Linked DNA regions of Canis lupus: regions 1 and 2 are each linked to region 3. A link is a contact called in public Hi-C data. All regions are on one chromosome and are shown on one strand. Each heading gives the region's core, a stretch centred on a gene start, on an enhancer-like site or on the middle of the called end of the contact. The rest is flanking DNA. Distances are from core to core; before and after follow the strand shown. Region 1 overlaps MLLT3 (protein AF-9). Region 2 has its middle 16 kb from the start of IFNA5. Region 3 holds the start of MLLT3 (protein AF-9).

Region 1 (3,777 bases), core at 1,016-3,515, 270 kb after region 3:
ACCATGCATTCCCCAGCTCCAGTGCCAGCCATGCCCTTGGCCCTGGGCCGGCCAACTCTCCCCTCTGGCATGACAGCCTACCACCACACATCAAGCACTTCTGGGGCAGGTAAAGACTAAGGGCAGAACCACATCATCACCAATCAGTTGGGAAGAGACTTGGGCTGGCTAACTAGATAACTTGAGTTTCTTTTGTAAATCTGTGCTTCAGTATATAAGCTGGCAAAGGGATAGAATTTGGACTTTGCATATATTTGCATATTTAATTTAAACCTTTGGAGCTTCCGGTGGGGTGTGTGTGTGTGTATGTGTGTGTGTGTGTGAGATAGAGAGAATGAGAATGAATCCGGGTCCTTCATGGGCAGTAGCAGTAACTATCAGGAGTTAGGGGCATTAGGTATCCCCCTCTTAAGCCCCTTGAGCTTCATTCCCACATGGAGGGGTTAGACTGATAAACCAGCTCCATGAAGCCCCCAGTCTTGCCTTTCAAACCACCCTAAACATTTCCTGGATGGGCAGTCCTGAGTTGACTTGGCTCAAATCTTGGCTTCAGGGAAAGTTTTGGATTTTTTTTTTTAAGCCTGTCTAGCAAAACAAGACTAAAAAAATGAATGGTATCATCTATCTGCTGAGGGTAAAAATTACTTTATCCAATTAAATAGCATACCACTGGTTTCTTGGCATATGTTTACTCGACAAATGTAGCTTCACACATGTGAATCATCAATCTGTCAGGAATATTCAGTTATATGTCACTTCCTCCATGCACCTATAAGCATAATAAGACAGTCCATATGCTTTCACTTTTAGCTAGTCTAGGGTAGGAAATACGTGTAGTATCACAAGAGCACTTACCTCCTTGAAGCTGTCTTGGAACTGAGAGAGCAAGAAAAGGTTTTTAAAACTTTGTATTGGTTTCTTAACCCCTCAAGTTACCTGCATCAGGTCAGGTGTGTTGCTATATCCCTTTAAATCCGTGTTCTAGGACTTCTTAAAAAATTGCTAATCTTCCTTGGTTCTTCATGCCAGTGAAGTGAAAGAGTAAGAATTTCTTAAAAATATCAAAGCCCCCTGAATTTCACCCTAGAATGCATTTTCAGTATTCATTTGACTGTATGTGTGAGAATTTGATATTTCACATCAAATAAAATCAATGAAAACAGACTTCCTGTTTCACAGACCTTCTTCGTAGGAGTTTCCTTGGTTGCTCTCTGTCTGCAAATTGATAATGATCTCTGAAATTTTTGTAAATTTCGAGGCAAAGCCGAGTTTTCCTTCCTCGTTCTCAAATATTCCAGGGACGAGGGAAGAGAGAAAGTGCTAATTGAATCAGACATTTTCTAACTTTGGGAAAAACAGTGAACAGACAGAGGCAGGCACATGTCAACAAAGCTAGTAATTAACCTGAGTATTGTTAGGAGCTACTGGATCATTAACATGAAAGGCCCATCAGTAGAGAATCCAGGCTGCTGAATAATTGAGTTGTCAGTCCTCACAAAGAGATACAGAAAAATAATCTTAAACGTTTGATTCTAAACCATATCCTCAGATTAAGGATTGAGGTGCAACTAATCTGAGTTCTGTTTTAGCGGATGACCATGGATATAAATGGTGCATCTTGGCCATCTGGGTAGTTGTTGCCTTCAGTAAAGCTTAATAGGGAATAATAGTGAGTGCTGTGCCATTTTAACCAGAGGAGTGTGTGTGTGTGTGTGTGTGTGTCTGTCTGTCTGTCTGTCTGTATTATTATTAAACTTCAAACCTCCCTTACCTGAGTTTCAAACAAAATCAAAATTCCAGATCCCTTTTGGCCGAAAGTATGAGGAGAAAAGGGGTTGGGGGCGACAGGCCTTGAGGGAAGGAAGTGATCCATTGTACCCAAGTTAATATTCAGAATATCATAAATTACCTATCAGCCTGCAAGGCATGTGGAATGAAATTAAAGAGTCTATCCAGTTGAACTGGTTTGAAATAAGCTCATGGAAGACAAGGTGCTGTAGTTTTAAATTCTGGAGTCGTTTCCTTAAAGATAAGAAATGATCATAAATAAAACAATTGTCTTCAACATGGCTCAGCTCTCCCAGAATGAGGTTTTGACAAAGCTGTTTATTTTGGAGCAGGGAGAGATCAAAGAAGGAAGATTAACTGAGCCCTCTCTGGGCAGCCACTCAGTAACTTGAGGCGGATCACTGACACCCGGAGCTTTTGTTCCTGCCACTGCAGCTTCAGAAGAAAGAAACTAGGATTTCAATGTAGTTTGGCCTTCTGTGCTGTAGCACTTACGGAATGTGTAGGGTGGGACTTAAGTGCCCCGAATGTTCTATTTTCTGCTCTGAAGTGGTGGTAGAACTCTAAACCTAGTTAGCAAAGTTGCTTACAAATACAGAATCCTTAGTCACTTTGATCCCCCGGAGTGCAGTGACTTGGGGAATGGCAAGGGGGTGCAGAGTGGGATATGATGGCAATACAATTTAGTTTTCTAATGCACAAGGCAAGCGTACAGGCGCTGTTTTTCTCTCTGGCCTGGAATCTCAGCAGATTGTCTTGCTTTGCCCAACCGCTTGTCTGAGTTGGCGAGGAGTGCCATCTACTGACCTACTTATTCCTAGGTCTCTGAGCTCGGAGTTTCCCCTTGAGGTCTCATTTCCAACAACAATAGAGAAGGAAATTCTGAACGTAGGGGAGTGTTGGGTTTCCTTTACAGTGCGACACGTTAAAAACGATTGCCTTGCCCCAGCGATTAAGTAATTTCCTTGTGTTGCCCAAAGTATTGTATTTTAAGTGAGCGAGCCTGGTCAGATTGGTCATCTGGTTATCTTAATGTTAAAAATGAAGAAATAGAGGCTTTCTCAGGAACGACTCTATTGAAGCTCACTTCTTACCCATGCATTATTCTAAATTCAAAGGAAAATATACCCTTTTAGAAGTATTTGGTCTTCTCCAGAATGTCACGGTCCTATACCAACAGGTAAAATGTTTGTTGGTAGTGTAACATTTTATAGCTGAATGGAAATCTGGACATTATCTTGTTCATTTCCTATATTTCATCTCTCTTCTTTTTTTCTTTTTGAGATCCAAAAAATGTTAAATAATAGAGCTAAAACCTGAACTTAGTTTTCTGAGCCCAATTAGGGCTTTCTCCACAACAAACAAAGAGTGGGCTCATTTTAAAATCACTTTTGTGTTATGGAATATGATAGACTTTTGAACAGGATGGTGTGTGTATGAGTGAGTGTGTGAGTGTGAGACCAGAGAATGGACAAAGACAAGCAGTAGGAATATGAGACTTCTTAAATATATCTTTTATTTGGCATTTTCCTCCTTAATATTAGCTTCCGATTATAACTCAGTTGGTAATGAGGTTATCATGAAAAAGACAAATTACTCTGCTTTTTATGTTTATATACATTTGTAAACACTCATCAATAAATTCAGTGGATCTCAGCGATTTTAAACAAGGCTCATTTAAAAATATTTCCCTTATGATCCTCAATTTTGAGGACTCTAATAAACCAACTGTATTTATTAAATAATAATTTGTTTTTCCTTCTTCGTCATTAGAAACCTAGCTCCCCAATGGAAGCCTCTAAACAGTATGCAAACTACTATTCATCTCAAAGCTGTGATCAGTTCAGATGAAAGGACAGACCCTTGGTTTTTTTTATCATGGCTATAAACACAAAATTCTTGAACCATGGAAGATAGTCCTGCCTCTTTATTTCTTAAGTTGGAGGATCCCAAGTTGGGAGCAGTGTAGCTGATGGCCATCTTCATTTC
Region 2 (4,182 bases), core at 1,345-3,844, 510 kb before region 3:
TAAGACCTAAGAGACAACTCTGTATCACACACATAGAAACCCTCACTAAATCCTGGGCAGAAGATGAGAAAATTCAGACTTAGGGTAAGTAATTTTCCTTATAGCTCAAATGGTTCAAAATAGTACCTGAAATTGAATCCAGGTCATTCTGACTTTAAAACTAGCAGAATCGTGCTCATTTTTCCATGATGGGAAACAATCATTAATACATTCCAAGTGTGACAAAATAAAAGCCTAATGATATTTCTCCTCTTGATGTCACTCAGAGGGTTAGAGGCAAAATCACCGTGCCATCTTCCAAGCTAGAAGTATCATTGTGTTCCTGCTCCTCATCTGCTATACGAGTCCCATCTGAAAATGGAAGTCTGATAAAATCCTTAAATGAATCTGAATACATGTTAGAACTGTGGAAGAAAGGGCGTGTTACTCATTCATGAAACTCTTCTCATCCCAGCCTCAGAGATACAAATTCTTAGCTTAGGCTAGACAAAGATGGCCTCTCTCAGTAGAAGGCTGTATGGCACCCCACCAGGTGAGGATCCTCTGGGAGAAGTATGTTCAGCTACCATGCAGATTATGTCAGCAAACCATTGTGTTGTGAGTTCCTCAGCCCACTGGATTCCTACCTAATCATAAAACCCACTCATCCGGAGTACCTGGGTGGCTCAGTGGTTGAGCATCTGCCTTTGGCTCAGGTAGTGACCCCGGGATTCTGGAATCAAGTCCCACACTGGGCTCCCCATGGGAAGCCCACTTCTCCCTCTGCCTATGTCTCTGCCTCTTTGTGGGTGTCTATAATGAATAAATAAATAAAATCTTAAAAAAAAAAAAACACTCATCATTGGGCAGAATTTTGCAAAGTTTTCTCTCATCCAGAACCTTATCAGAGCTTCTATGAGGAATAATATTCAGATCAAAGTTAGGAAGTGATATCTTTGAAGACACTCATCTAGGCTGTGGCAGGGATAGGACTCACAGCCAGTTCTGAATGTATAACTGGTGTCCTTTTAGCCATATTGAATCTGTCTAAGCTACACCTTATCACCAGTCATGCAAGACATATGAAGACCCTCAACACTAATACGGCTTTAGAATAAATTTTTATTTTTCAGTCCATTTCTCTTTTAAAAGTGAGTAACCTCATTGATGCCTACCCTGCTAGATTGGTATCAAAAAGAAGAGAGTTCAGCCAGGTGAGAAAATAGGGAAAAGAAACAAAAATTTATTTGGCCATTTACATGTCATCTACAAGGTAAATAAATATTGTCTTATTACATGGCCCTGTCAATTTGCCGAAACATTAATGCTAGCAAATCCACCTATAAATGAATCAAGCAGAATCCCAAGAGATGAAATGATCCATCCAGTGCACAGCAAGTGGTTGGCTGAGCCAGGGGTTGAGTCCAGGTGTGCTGATGGAGACTCTTATGCCCGGCAGAACTGAGTGAATGTCCATCCATCCATTTCAGATGACTGTAGCAATTAGGATAGTCACATGCCCACAAGTCACCCCTCCTGGAGCCCTGAATTCCCAGAAAGCCTCTGTCTTCCTTCCTGTGTGCCTCATGCCACACCTTCCCCCAGTTCTCCTCATTCTCCTACAGCATTTATCTAGGTTATGAGCAAATCTTTTTTTTTTAAGATTTTATTTATTCATGAGAGACACAGAGAGAGAGGCAGAGACATAGGCAGAGGGAGAAGCACGCTTCTAGCAGGGAGCCCAATGCGAAACTCGATCCCAGGATCCCAGGATCATGCCCTGAGCCAAAGGCAGACACTCAACCACTGAGCCACCCAGGTGCCCCAAGCAAATCTTATCTAGGTTATGAGCAAATCTTTTGTTACTAGCATGAATATATTCAAGACCCCAAAGGATTCCCCTCTGTTTTACTAAGATATAATTGACATATAACATTATATTAATTTAAAGTGTACAACATAATGATTATATATATGTATAAATGATTGTACATATATATAAATGATTACTAAATTTAGTTAACATCTACCACCTCAAATGGTCATAATTTTTTTTCCTCTGATGGAAACTTTTAAGATCTACCCTATAAGCAACTTTCAAATGTATAATATGATACTGTTAACTATAGACATCATGCTGCACATTACATCCCCAGTACTGATTTATCATATAACTAGAAGTTTGTACCTTTGGCCACCTTCACCACTTGCTCATCCACCCCCCAACCTCTGGCATCCTCCAATCTGCTGCATACTTTTATGCCCTTCATCTGTATTTACTCATTTCATATGCTAATCCTTGAAAAAATACCATTATTTTCCCTCATATTAAATATGAGGAAGCTAGAGAACGTAGTGTTTATGATATTTGCAAAAGTTCTGCTAATCGTGGTTAGTAGAGCTGGGATTTGACCCTCAAAGTCTAGCTCCAGAAACACATTCCTTAGCCACTAAAAATATGGTGCAAACTACCAGGGCAAGCTGGGGCACAGTCCAAAACAATAAAATGAGATGTGTTGAAGAATAACCACTGACTTCCACATAGCACTTTGCATATGGTTGCACACCTACTTTTCCGGTGTACATTCCCTCATGTGCAGCTCAGAACACTATGAGGAAGTGTAAGGTTTTGAGATGGCAAAGTTTTTACCGAAGAACCACAGCTGGTGAGGAGGAGTCAAATGTGATCTCAGGACAGAATAGGGCCTATTATTTTCTTATCCATTTCACAGAGGATGGTAGTAAATAGAGACCAGTATTAAATGTGTAATGGTCCCCTACCTTCAGTGAGCCCAGCTAAGCTTGTTCCATGTGTTTGGTGTTAAATCTATAAGAAGTTCTAAAAGTGCCTTTTCTCTGTACTGAATGTTTAGAGGCAGCATGGACCCCCAGAATTCTTACGGTATTAAAGAAAGATAGATACTGGGGTGCCTGGGTGGCTCAGTCAGTTAAGCCATCAACTCTTGATTTCAGCTCAGGTCATGATCTCAGGGCCGGTGAGATTGAGCCCTGTGTTGGGCTCCACACTCAGTGCAAAGTCTGCTGGAGATTCTCTCTCTCTCCCTCTGCCACTGCTCCCCATTTGCACTCAATCTCTAAATAAATAATTAATAAAATAATAATAAATAAAATATTTTTTAAAAATGACAAATATTATGTGGATCTCACTTATATGTGTAATCTAAAAAGAATGAACACTATTGAAAGCAACTGTTCATATCCAGCCTTGGAATCTCACTTCCAGGAAGTTTTCTTGGGATCCCTGGGTGGCGCAGCGGTTTGGCGCCTGCCTTTGGCCCAGGGCGCGATCCTGGAGACCCGGGATCGAATCCCAGGTCGGGCTCCCGGTGCATGGAGTCTGCTTCTCCCTCTGCCTGTGTCTCTGCTCTCTTTCTCTCTCTCTCTCTCTCTCTCCCCGTGTGACTATCATAAATAATAAATAAAATTTTTAAAAAAAAAAGAAGTTTTCTTCTAAATATCTTTTGACCCGGGATCCCTGGGTGGCTCAGCAGTTTAGCGCCTGCCTTCAGCCCAGAGCTTGATCTTGGAGATCTGGGATCAAGTCCCACATCGGGCTCTGCCTGTGTCTCTGCCTCACTCTCTATCTGTGTCTCTCATGAGTAAATGAATAAAATCTTAATAAATAAATAAATAAATAAATAAATAAATAAATAATAAATATCTTTTGACCCAAGTTCATCTCCAACTACTGACCATGTCCAATGTGGAATTTCTACCAGAAGGTTTCATCTCCGAGCCCTTTGTACTGCAGGTTCTGCAGAAATGTCTCAGGAAAGACAACAGGGTGTGGGGTCCCTGGAGCTGGCCAGTATCTCAGGGACTAGTCAGATCCATCCTCCAAGAATCACAGACAAGAAACACTCAGCTTTTGGTGGAGAAACACGATATCCCCATTGTCCAGACTATGGGTGTGAGTCAGCTCACAATCCAGAAAAAAAGATGGAGCTAGAGAATGCATATGCTTTAAATTCTTAAAAAAATAAAAATAAAAAATCTTTCTGTCAAATATCTTAGAACAGATTTTTATAAACACTTTACCAAAGAAATATACAGGTGACAAACAAAAATATTAAAAGATGTTCAAAATCATTAGTCAAAAAAAATCATTAGTCATTTTGAAGATGACATTTTACACACTTATACACCACTACATACTGATGAAAATAGTTAAAATTAAAAAGA
Region 3 (4,214 bases), core at 113-2,612:
AGGGAAAAAGAAGAAAGAAAACAGACAAAGACGGCGCAAAAGGAAGAGGGCTAGGAAGATGCAAGGATCTTTCTCTAACGAACCGGAGTCACACCCATCTTTCACTTTCAAATCAATCGTCTAGATCTTATCCGTTTCCTTTGTGAAGGTTGTCCGCGTTGCTGAAGGAAGCTAGTCAGTACTCCTCCCCCTGCCCCACGCGTGGCTGCGCGGCTGCCTCCGCGGCCACCGAGACCCAGTACGCCCCGAGTGGGACGGCTTGCGGGAGCGCGACTCTGCGGACACCCTTGCGGCTGGTTGTCACCCGGGAGCCTAACCGGATTAATACCCAGAGTTGGATTACGCCGGCTGTCACCAATACGCCTAAAGATTATAATCCAATTTATGCACATTACAGCCAGTATTAACTTTATCTGCTATTTTAAGACTCCCAGTTGCCTCGCGTGTCCTTCGAGGACAATGCTCCGCGCTCTGGTGCAACCCGGCGGGCTGTCAGGAGGGGACTCCCGCCGACGCGGACTCCTCCAAGCCTCATCCCTGTCGGTCTGCTCCCGGTACTCCCAGGTGTCTCACCTCCACCTGGGCGCCGCTGTGTGCTGCCTCCCAGCCGGGGATTACCAAAGCGGGAGGAGTTCCCTTGGAAGGAAATGGCATTTGTGTTCATTTCATTTTTGAATTTTCCGTGGCGGCGGCAGAAGGGCGGGGAGTGGGGCCAGTGGGCGGGTGCCTGTGAGTGGATGGGGAAGGGGGCCGCGGGGTTGGTGCCGGTTAGAGCCGTCTCAGCCTCTGCTTTTTGATGTCTGTTTGTAGAGCGGCATTGCTCTCGCTCCGTCCTTAAATAAGTTTGTTTGGGCGTGAGTTCTTGCCTTTTCAGCACAAAACCACAAAAAAGACGGGGTGGAAAGTAAAAGAAAGCCCCCTCCCTCCTCCCCCCACCCCACCCCCCCCCGCCCGTGCGTGCTAACGCCGAAGACTCGATTTAACACCCCTTCTCGGGCTGCTGGGGGCTCCAGGCAGTGGCTACATTCCAGCAGTTTTAATCCGTTTTTTATTGTAGGGCGAGAGGAGTTTACACAGGGGCTGGGATGGCTCCCCGGCTGGCCGCTCTCCCCACTGCAGCGCCCCTTCCCCGCCCTCCGCCCCACCTCCCCCCTCCGCCCCCCTCCCCACCCCCCGCACCCTGCCCAGTAGGAACCTGTTACTTTAAGCGGGGCGTTCCAGTGTGGCGGTGCGGGCCGCCGGGGCTTCGGGAGGTGGCCGGTGATTGGCTCCTTCGAGCTCCCCCTGGCTCGCTCGCTCGGCCTCCCCGCGCGCTCCGCCCCGCCCGCGCGCCCTCCCTCCGCCCCGTGAGCCTCGGAGCCCCGGTGTCAGGCGCCACGGCGCATGCTCCGGAATCTCATCCTCCGGCCCTGGAGCTGCTGCTGCTGCTGCTGCTGCTTTTGCTTTTGGGGCTGAGTTTAATAAGCGAGCGAGCGAGCGAGCAAGCGAACGCGGGGGGAAAAAGGCAGAGAATGTCCGCCATCTACCCTCCGCTCCCGGGCGCGCTCTCATTCATAGCAGCCTCTTCATGAATTACAGCTGAGGGGGGCGGGGGAGGGGGGTACCACACAACACCCCAGCAAACCTCCGGGCCCCCAGGCATGGCTAGCTCGGTAAGTACATGCAAAAATAATAATAAAAGGCCACCCCCCTCCCCGCCTTTCCTCCCTCGCCCTGCGCCGCCGCCGCCGCCGCAGCCCAGACAGCGCCAGCGCTCCGCGGTTCCAATTAGAGAAAGGTTGGTACGGCTTGCAGGGAGCTGCCGCCTCTCCCTCAGCCTCCGCTCCCCTCCCTCCCTCCCCCCCCTCCCTCCCCCCGCCCCCCCCGGGCGCGCGCACACACACACACACACACACACACACACTCACTCACACACTCGCCCCTCCGCCCCCCCCCCCCGCGCCTCCCTCGCTCCTCGCCTCTCTTTGCAATCGCAAGAAGCGCACTCTCGCTCACACGCGCGCACTCACACACACACACTCACACGGTGGAAGGAGGCGAATAATAACTCAGCCATATTTCAGCCTCCGCCGCCGCCGGGAGCGGCGGGCACGGTCCGGGGACGCGGCGAGCAGCCTCGGCGGCCGCTACGATGGTGCGTTCTCCGCGGCGCGCGCGTGTGAGCCGGAGTGTGCGGGCTGACAGCGGCGGGGCGGCTCGCAACTTTGCCCCCGCGCCGGGCTGCGCGCAGTCGAGCCTCGGCGGCTGTCCGCCCGCCGCCCCTGCTTTTCTGGGTTTAATTCCTTTTTTTGGGGGGGAGAGGTGGGAGCTACTTTGGGGCCACTTTGGCCTCTTGGAAGTGTGTTTCGGGGGCTCTGTAGGCTGGCCTCGCCGATCGCGGGGGGCTTTTCGCCGGGGGGTGCGGGGTGCCCTAAGTTATGGATGCCTCGGCGTGTTTTCTTGCGGGCGTGTGTGCGTGTGTGTGTGTGTGCGTGTGTGTGTGTGACGACGTCTCATTTTTGTTGTGCACGGACCCGGTGCTAGGAGCACGGGAGTTTGTGCCCATCAGCAGAGGCTGCCTGTAGTTTCCATTCCGCCTGGCACAGCGCTCCACACGCACGCACACACACACGTACACAAAGACTTGCTCGGCGTGTGCTGTCGCCGCGGTACTTTCAGGGAGGGGGCTCCCCAGAACCCCGCGCTCAGGGCCCCCGCCACCTCCCTTCCCACGCCGGGAAACCGCCCCGGCATCGCCTCCTAATTGTCTTCTAATTTGTTTCCGATGCATTTGTTGTCGTGCTTGTAGGGGCTGAGCGTGCTCTCCGTCCCCCCCCTCCCCGAGCCCCGGACCCCCTTCCCGATTGGGGGCAACATTCCGTTACAATCCCTGCGGTTGTGGCTGCGGGGCCCCGGGCGCCCGGCGGGCCGGGCGGGGTGTATTTGGGGGGCGTGCGGTGTGCGCGCCCACGCGCGTGAAACGTGGATGCACAGGGCACCGCCGTTTCCTTTTATGTGCGTTTCAAGGAGGAGGAAAAAAAATGTCAGGCGCAATGTTCAGTGTCGAACGGTCGCCTTCCTGTTGTTCACGGCTGTCTCTCCTCCCCCTTGCCCGCAGTGTGCCGTGCAGGTGAAGCTGGAGCTGGGGCACCGCGCCCAGGTGAGGAAGAAACCCACCGTGGAGGGCTTCACCCACGACTGGATGGTGTTCGTGCGCGGCCCGGAGCACAGTAACATACAGCACTTTGTGGAGAAAGTCGTCTTCCACTTGCACGAAAGCTTTCCTAGGCCAAAAAGAGGTAGGGCTCGAATACAAAAGGAGCTTGATTAAAAAAAAAAAAATGTCTTTGCTCGCGGAGGAAACAATCGCTTGGCCCGGGCGGTCCCCCTGCCCCTCTCCCCGCCCCCCCGCGCTCCCCGCGCTCCCCGGCGTCGCCTCGGGACCGGGGTGCGCGGCGCCGCGCTGGCCAGGTCCGGGCTCCCGCCCGCGCGCGCGCCACTCCGGCTTCGGGAAAGTCACCGCAGAGAAAGGACCGTCAGGTGTCGAGTGTGTTTATTCATCCCAAGCCTGCCCTCACCGGTCCTCTGGGGTTAGCCGCGGGTTCTGCGGGGAAGGTGCAATTAGTTGTTGGGTTTGGAGGTGTCGGATGAGGGGGTGGGGGTGGGGTGGGGCTGGAGGGAATAAACAGCTCGCGCCCCCCCCTTTTATTTTTCTCCCCCCCCCCCTCGGAGAAATTGAGATTTACCTGTGTTATTAGCAAGGAATGCATGGGATGTAGTTATTGTTCCGTCTCGAGAAGTCGCCTCTCTTGAGGGTCTTCTCTGCCTTCCTTTCTGTGTATCAGGCACTGGGGTGCCAGTTGTCACAGATTTTCCTTTTTTGTGGGTTAGCCACCCCCACCCCCACCCGGCACCGTCAGCATTTTATGTTTGGTCTGGGGGCTTCCTCGTCCCTAGTCCCCGGTGGCACTTGATGGCCCCTTCGATTTTTTTTTTTTTTTTTTTTTTTTTTGAGCGGCGGTCCGAAGTCTGCCCGCTGTGATCTGCGGGGGAAGAGGGTCTCAGCAAAGGTCGAAGCTAAGTTTCAGGGGGAACGATGTGGTCCTGCCTCCTGCTTCAGCCCTTCCCCACCTTGGCTTCTTTTTTTTTTTTTTTTTTTTTTAGCCTTGGTCTCTAGTTTGCATAATCCACAGCTCGGCCCCTCAGGTCCCAAACAGTTTCCATCAAGGGCAGGA

What was found. Hi-C and Micro-C count contacts between places; a contact is called where the count stands out from the background.
Region 1: a contact with region 3 is called in a Hi-C map of amygdala, with 6 times the contacts expected there. The contact joins the enhancer-like site here to the promoter of MLLT3 in region 3. A contact is called at or near these places in 2 of 9 Hi-C or Micro-C datasets (amygdala and skin fibroblasts).
Region 2: a Hi-C map of blood shows a contact between it and region 3, with 2.7 times the contacts expected there. The contact joins the enhancer-like site here to the promoter of MLLT3 in region 3. A contact is called at or near these places in 3 of 9 Hi-C or Micro-C datasets (amygdala and blood).

What each region holds. Positions count from the first base shown.
Region 1 is chr11:39,994,394-39,998,170 of UU_Cfam_GSD_1.0, reverse strand. The region is part of intron 8 of MLLT3 (protein AF-9); the gene reads left to right. Among named protein-coding and RNA genes, the nearest start is that of MLLT3, 260 kb to the left of the region's middle. Within about 2 kb of position 2,265, at least 3 of the 20 cell types and tissues checked have an H3K27ac peak or open chromatin away from gene starts, as enhancers often do.
Region 2 is chr11:40,770,088-40,774,269 of UU_Cfam_GSD_1.0, reverse strand. No RefSeq gene overlaps it. Among named protein-coding and RNA genes, the nearest start is that of IFNA5, 16 kb to the left of the region's middle. Within about 2 kb of position 2,594, at least 2 of the 20 cell types and tissues checked have an H3K27ac peak or open chromatin away from gene starts, as enhancers often do. A contact at or near this core is called in blood, where this site is marked.
Region 3 is chr11:40,258,153-40,262,366 of UU_Cfam_GSD_1.0, reverse strand. MLLT3 (protein AF-9) reads left to right here and starts at 1,362. Exons shown (of 11, transcript XM_038552508.1): 1 at 1,362-1,652; 2 at 3,098-3,278. The coding sequence starts at 1,641.